Linked DNA regions of Pan troglodytes: region 1 is linked to region 2. A link is a contact called in public HiChIP or PLAC-seq data. All regions are on one chromosome and are shown on one strand. The core of a region is the stretch at or near the end of the contact, and the rest is flanking DNA. Distances in the headings are between cores, read along the strand shown.

Evidence for each region. HiChIP or PLAC-seq counts read pairs in DNA pulled down with a chosen protein or histone mark.
Region 1: a contact with region 2 is called in an H3K4me3 HiChIP or PLAC-seq map of stem cell-derived excitatory neurons, with 2.6 times the contacts expected there. The contact joins the promoter of PDIK1L here to the promoter of UBXN11 in region 2. A contact is called at or near these places in 1 of 7 Hi-C or Micro-C datasets (stem cell-derived neural progenitor cells) and 1 of 1 datasets of contacts at active chromatin or transcription factors (stem cell-derived excitatory neurons).

Annotation. Positions count from the first base shown.
Region 1 is chr1:204,856,810-204,860,359 of NHGRI_mPanTro3-v2.0_pri, forward strand. PDIK1L (PDLIM1 interacting kinase 1 like) reads right to left here and starts at 2,055. Exons shown (of 3, transcript XM_001137143.7): 1 at 1,797-2,055.
Region 2 is chr1:204,661,899-204,665,289 of NHGRI_mPanTro3-v2.0_pri, forward strand. UBXN11 (UBX domain protein 11) reads left to right here and starts at 1,781. Exons shown (of 14, transcript XM_063784349.1): 1 at 1,781-1,930.

The DNA.
Region 1 (3,550 bases), core at 805-3,304, 200 kb after region 2:
CGCCCGGCCAGAAACATTTACTTAAAAATAAAGTAAGCTACTTGGATACTTAGAATACAGTTACCTTTTTGTAGTCATTTAACAATAGCTATTTTAAAATTTTTATGTTTCCTTTTTCCTAATCATAAGACAGCTGGAGTAAACAATATCTATTTAGTTCTAGGTCATTTTTGCCAACAAAGATCCTGCATATCAAGGGGCTCTCTGACAGAGTTCTTGGGAATTCAACTTACTGAACGGTTTAAAGGCGAGGGCAAAGGCCCTGCACAGAAATGCTCATGTGTTGAATGGAGAAAGTCTAAAGTGGGCTTCCTCAGTGCCCAAAGCATTTCTAGATTATAACCAACTTCATGAACGAATTCTCATTTGTAGATTGTGACCACGGGCTAGAAAAGTAACCTGAGATTGTACAATATTTATTCTGTACAGCTGGGGAAGCAAAAGGCTACTGACCCTAGAGCCTGAGAAGTTGGGATCCACTACTTCAAGTCTACAGGATAGATTTAATAAAAAGAAATGACTTCTGAGATTGTGTTCAGTCCCACTTCCTCTAACTGGACACCCACCCTTCAAATCGCTACTGAATTTCCTAGTGTCTAATTTCCTGCCACAGAATCCTCTGCGCCGGCTGCACAGCAGACGAGCTTTCCTGCTCTACGGGGATCGCCAATCACATCCACTCAAGGTGGTTCGTGTCTCTGAAGCAGTGCCATGTCCTCTCCAGCCTGGTACAGTCCCCATGGGGAAGAGCACCTTCCTGAATAGGGAGGAGAGGGGTGTTTATGAAACCCGTGGGATCCCGGATCCAATGATGCATCCGGTGCGAACCTAAGTGACTTTCGACCGAAAGTGGCGGGCCCTCGCTCCCGCTGCTCTAACCAGGCGCTGGGACGCGAGCCGGCCAGGCCAGACACCTGCCGGCGCCCGGGAAGGGCCAGTCGCGGCCAGAGGTGTTGCCCGACGCGGCGGCTCAGGCCGCGCTCATTGGCCAAGTGTCAGGCCCTCCCCCTCCTCGGCCGTGCTCAGATGAAGCCCGGAGGGGAGCCTCCCGAGCCCCTTCGCTCTGAGGAGCCAGCCCTGCAGTTGCCTCAACTCCTCGGGGCTGGGGGCTGAGGGCCGGGGGGAGGTGGCCCCGGTATGAGAGGAGGCCGCGACTGGGGTCGGTGGCCTGAGGAGCGCAGGGCCTTCCCCAGGATGACTCCGCTGACAGGTCTGTGACAAGCCTCCCAGGGAGGGAGGCACATGCAGGGCCGTCGGCTCTGCAGCAAGACCTCTCCGCCACGCCGAAGGGCCAGATTTACCTCAGGGTAGACGCTGCCGCTTCTCCCTCTCATGGGCTCTGCAGGCCGCCATTATCGGGCAGCTCGCGCCTCCGCTGCCGCCGCCTCCAGTCAGCAGCCGGCGCGCGCCCCCGTGGTGCGCGCGGACACACCCCCTTACGCCGACGGCCCCGCCCCCCTCCGGCTTTCCGTAGCGCGAGCCGGGACGTTCCGCGCCACCGACGAGGCGCGCGGCCGGCGCTCCGCTCGCCTCCTCCCTCTCTCGAGGATTTGCGGAGCCGGGAGTCGTCGGAGGTGTGCGCGCTCCGGAGCGCACCACTGGTGCTGCTCCCCGCAGGGGTGGCCGGGCTCGGGAACCGCGAGGCCACGCCACGCCGGGGCTCGGCCACCCTCCAGCCGCAGCGGGCGCTCAGGGCCCGCGGCCCCGGGGACGGTCTGCAGCGGCAGGTCCGGGCCTGGGGCTGCGCGCGCCCGGCGGCGGCCTCCCCTCCCCCTACCCGCCCCCTTCCGACCTACCGAGCTGCGGGCTGGGGTGCGGGGCTCGCTGGGGTGGAACGCCCGGTGCATCTTCTGCGCGGGTCTCGGGTGCCTGCGGGGCGCGGTGCTCTTTGGCGGGCCCGCGGGGAGGTGCGGCCCGACCAAGGAGGCCTGGCGTCCGCCCCGCCGGGAGGGAGACTGCAGCTTTTGTCCGAGTCACTGAGCCATGTTTGCGGGCGGTGCAGTTGCCGAGACGGCGGCGGCGGCGGCGGCGCGGGGCTGGGTGCGATCATCTGGGAGGATGCCGTCCCCTGCCCCGTCGGCGCGGTGGTATCTCCCTTAAAGAGGCCGGCGCCTCATTGTTCCCCGGCCGCGGCCGCAGGGAGCCAGGGCCACCTCCTCGGCGTGGGGAGTGAGGGCGCGGCGGCGCCTGCACCTGGCTGCGGCGCCCGCAGCGCCCCCCCCACCGAGGCTCCTGGTGGAGGGTTGGTCTGCAGTCGGCGCAGGGGAGAGGCCTTGGTCCGAGCCAGGATCCACCGCGCTCCTGCCGCTCTCGGGGCTGGACAGTCAATGGGGTCCCCGCCGCTGCTGCAGTCACTCGGCTGCCACACGCTGTTAGTCAGATCCCGCACGCTGTTGGCCCCACAGCCAGCCCGGGGTCACTTAGGACCGCATTCGTCAGTCATCCAGTTGTTAGATCAGTAAGCATCCGCCAGAAAAGTCCATTCCTTCTTACTCGATTTATTCTGCACCCATTACTTCTCAGCAGGGTGATGATTCCTCCTCCCAGCGCTCGCTCTATAAGGCACGATGTACAAAGAATCCCTGTCGCTGTGCTCAAAGATCAACCCATTTTATTTTCTGTCCTTTATGCCCCTTCTCCCGAGAGTCTGGCACTGGGTTAGGTCTTTATATAAATGATCTTGCTTAATCCTAACCAAACCCCACAAGAGTAGGTTTTATTATCCTGTTTTTACAGGTGAGGAAACACCTCTGCCTCTTCTCACTGAAGTGTCTGTTTTGAGATGTGTCTACCTTGAATACCCATTCCTGGTGTAACACACCCTCCCCTTAAAAAAAAAAAAACAACAACCGTTCTGTAATCTGTTCAGATTTTTGTCCTGAGTGCCATCCAAGTGTCAAGTCTTCAGCTGTTTGCTGGAAACACTGGTGTCAGCCAAGACTTATTTCCCGCCCTCAAAAGTAGAGGGAAAATATAGAAGGCTCTGCGTAGACAGCTAACTACCTGTGTGGGTTATTGATCCGAATCAGGGGAGGGACCTCTCTCTCGATCAAAGTAGCGTTTTCATTTTGTCTCAGTCATTAAATATCATAGGAACCCTTGCTCTTAAGTCAGCTGCAGATGAGATTTGAAATCCACTCTCGCCCCCAGTTTAGGCTCACTGTTAAGTCTGTGAGGGGGGTTTAGATCTTGTGGGACCTGAAACTTAAATAATTTGGGGTGTCCTCCTGAGGAAAAATGTTATAAAATGGCCCTGTGAACACATATCTGGAACACTGGAAAGGGTCCCTATAAGTAAAGGACTCTGAAGCTTAAGATTCATTAGTTTCAAGGTAAATCTGCCTCCTGCTTATTATGTTACGTCGTTTTTTTTAGCCTGTAGGCCTCCTGGAGGACTGAGAATTCCTAGGGGCAGGAACCTTGTCTGTGATTCATCTCTGCAGCCTCCTCAATCTGATATGGTATCAAAATACACCTAAGGCTAGCATTCTCATACATAGCTGGTGGGAAGACAAAGTGATATAACAGTTAACAAGGAAATTTGGCAATA
Region 2 (3,391 bases), core at 531-3,030:
TATGTCCACTCTCCAGTCACACTTTCCGCCCAGACTCCTCCCTTGGCAGTAGGTCTGTACCACCTTCTTCCTTGGCTTATCTATGCCTGCCTTGTTTACCAGAGTGAAAGTTTCTAGGAAGAGCATGGACTCTTGAGGCTGACCGTTCTGGGTTTGAATCCACTTCTGCTTCCTGCCTTTATAATCTTATGCAAGCCACTGTACTACCCTGAGCTTGTTTTCTCATCTGTTTTTTTCTTTTTTCTTTTCTTTTCTTTTTTTTTTTTGACAGAGTTTCACTCTTGTTGCCCAGGCTGGAGTGCAATGGTGCGATCTCAGCTCATCGCAACCTCCGCCTCCCAGGTTCAAGCGATTCTCCTGCCTCAGCCTTCCTGAGTAGCTGGGATTACAGGCATGCGCCATCATGCCCGGCTGATTTTGTATTTTTAGTAGAGACGGGGTTTCTCCATGTTGGTCAGGCTGGTCTCGAACTCCCGACTTCAGATGATCCGCCTGCCTCAGCCTCCCAAAATGCTGGGATTACAGGCGTGAACCACCACGCCCGGCCCTCATCTGTAAATTTCATGTTACCATCTGGTACTTGGCACTCAGTAGTAGTAGCTCTCTTTAGCTTCCAATTTGCATATAAAGAATGCTGTCCACTTTGGGAGGCAGAGATGGGCGGATGGCTTGAGCTCAGGAGTTTGAGACCAGGCTGGGCAACATGGCAAGACCCCGTCTCTACAAGAAAATACAAAAACTAGCTGGGCGTTGTTGTGCACACCTGTAGTCCCAGCTACACTGGTGGCTGTGATGGGAGGATAGCTTGAGCCTGGGAGGCGGATGTTGCAGTGAGCAGAGCCTACCCTTCCCTGAATGTGGTAGGCTAGAAAGTCAAACGGAAAATTAAAAAAAAAAAAAAAAGCAACAGAAAAACACTCTTGGGTTGTGCAGAGAAAGGGCTTTTGAACCTGGGCACAAAGAAGTGAGTGCCTGAGATCAGAAATCATAAACTCCCAGACCATCACAGCTGAAAGGGTGGAGAGATGATGATGATGATTAACAGCAGGAAACGTTTTTGAAAAAGTGCTCTCTACAGGTGTTTCTGTTTCGGCTTTCCCCTTTAAAATCGTGTACTTTGCATTACCTTATTTAATCCTCACGGCAACCCAGTGGGGGTAGGTATTATCACTGTTTTACAGATATAAAAACTAAGGTGTATAAAGTGCCCAAGAACACACAGTAAGGAGCCAGGACTCCTAATTCCAAAGTTCGTGGTCTTAACTGCCTTTAGCTGTTTTGGTGACTGAGTCTAATCCAACACAATTTTACAGATGAGGCTCAGGGAGGGGAAATTGTCTTACCCAACTCTTAACACAAGGCAACTAGAATTTGGGCCTCCCTTCCGGGCGCCAGTCTGGTCAAGGATTTGTCACAGAAACTCAGATTTAAGAAACATTTATTAAGTACTTGCATCATTGCAATCCATCCTCAAAGCAGCCTCCGTGAAGTATTACAGTACTTCGTGTTACAACACTGATCATATGGGGAAATAAGCTAAGAGGGATAATTCCTCCCAAGATCAATTTAGCAAAATAGCGGCACTGTCGGGATCACACATTCAGGTCCTGAATGTGAGGCTGCCAGCAGTTTCATTAACCTAATCCCAGGCTCCTTCCTCCCGCACCTGAAGGTAGGAACGAACCCCCACCCCCCGCGCCCCGGACCTGGAGCCCTCTCAGAGCGGTGCATTCTGGGATTCGCCCGCGAAGAATACCGACTCTGTGGGCCAATAGAATCCGAGCACAGGCGACTGTATCCACCTTCGCTGTCTGCAGGTTGCTCAGGCCTCCCTCAAACTAGCCAATGAGAAGTGCACGGGTCCTGGTCGCCTAGGAAACCGCGTGACAACAAGATGGCGGCGCTGCGGGACGCCTAGCGGCCCTGCGTGGTGAGTCTGGCTTAAGACCTTTCTGCCGCTGGAGTCCCCACGCAGGCTGGAGCCCGAGCCCCGAGGGCCTGCGAGCTCCGCGGCTCCCACAGGAGAGGTTCAAGACCCTGCTTACCATGACTACGCGTGGAGGCGGAAGGAGGCGACACGGCCTCCAGGGCTGGGTTAGATCGTGATAGACGTCGCTCCCTGAGCGCGTCCTGGGGGCATTAGGGAGTCCTGGCAGCGGGCCGGACCGTGTCCCCGCCAGAGCTCTGGGCTCTGGGGATGACGGAGAGGCCGAGGAGGTGTGAAGAAGAATGTTGTGAGTCAAGCACAGCACTGAGTTTGGTTCCAAAGATGTAGAGGCATGGTACAGAGATTTGCTCTCAGAGCCAGGTCTGAAGTGGGTGACAACTCTGCCTTAAGGACCTTTTGGCCTGAGGGGTAGTCACAGGCCTGCCCTTGGAAGCCCCAGAGTGAAGGAGTTAGGCGACTGTCCTCAGGGCTCCCTAATCTGAAGGAGAAAGAGATATGCCCCTGCCCTCAGGAGTCCCCCCAAACGGACAGGGAAATGCAGCCTTTGCCCTCAGGGGCCCTTGTAATCTGGGAGAAGATTAACCTGGAGACAATGTGTCGGACTGGACTGGAGTGACACTGGAAGTAGGGAAGTCAGTTGGGGGCCATGTGACAGCCCCCAGAATGGGCAGTGAGAGTCCCACTAGGACGGCCGACGGTGGCCATGGAAAGGGGCAGCTATATATGAGAGAGTTTAGCCTGCAGGGTTTGATGTAAGAGGCAAGATGGCGTAAGAGGGAAGGAAGAGAAAAAATGTGGTTGGGTGATGGGGTCCCATTAAGAAGGGGGAAGTGGGAGGAAGTGAGTTTGACGAAAATGTTGGATTTGGTTTAGGAGTTTTGTTTTTTTTTCCCTATGACAGCTTTATTGAGATATAATTCACGTATTACATACTTCACTCCTTTAAAGTGTAAATTTCAATTTTTAGTATATTTTAGTATATATTCCATTTATATGAAATGTGCAGTGTGGGCAAGTCTATAGAACAGAAAGTAGATTTGTGGTTGCCTAAGGCTGCCTTGGAAAAGGGGTGGGGGCTGGAGGGTAAGTTGGGGGTGACTGCCAAAGGGTACAGGGTTTGTTTAGGCTGACGAAAATGTTCTAAAATTGTGATGGTAGTACAGCTCTGTGAATATACTAAAAAGAAATTTACACTGTAAGAAGGTGAAATATGTGAATTATATCTCAAAGCTGTTTTATGAAAAAGGTTGCATACTGTATAATTCCATTTGTGTAACTTTTTTGAAGTAAGAAAATTATAGAGATGGGCCAGGTGGGGTGGCTCACGCCGGTAATCCTAGCACTTTGGGAGGCTGAGGCAGGAGAATTGCTTGAACCTGGGAGGCGGAGGTTGCAGTGAGCCAAGATTGCGCCATTGCACTCCAGCCTGGGCGACAGAGCGAG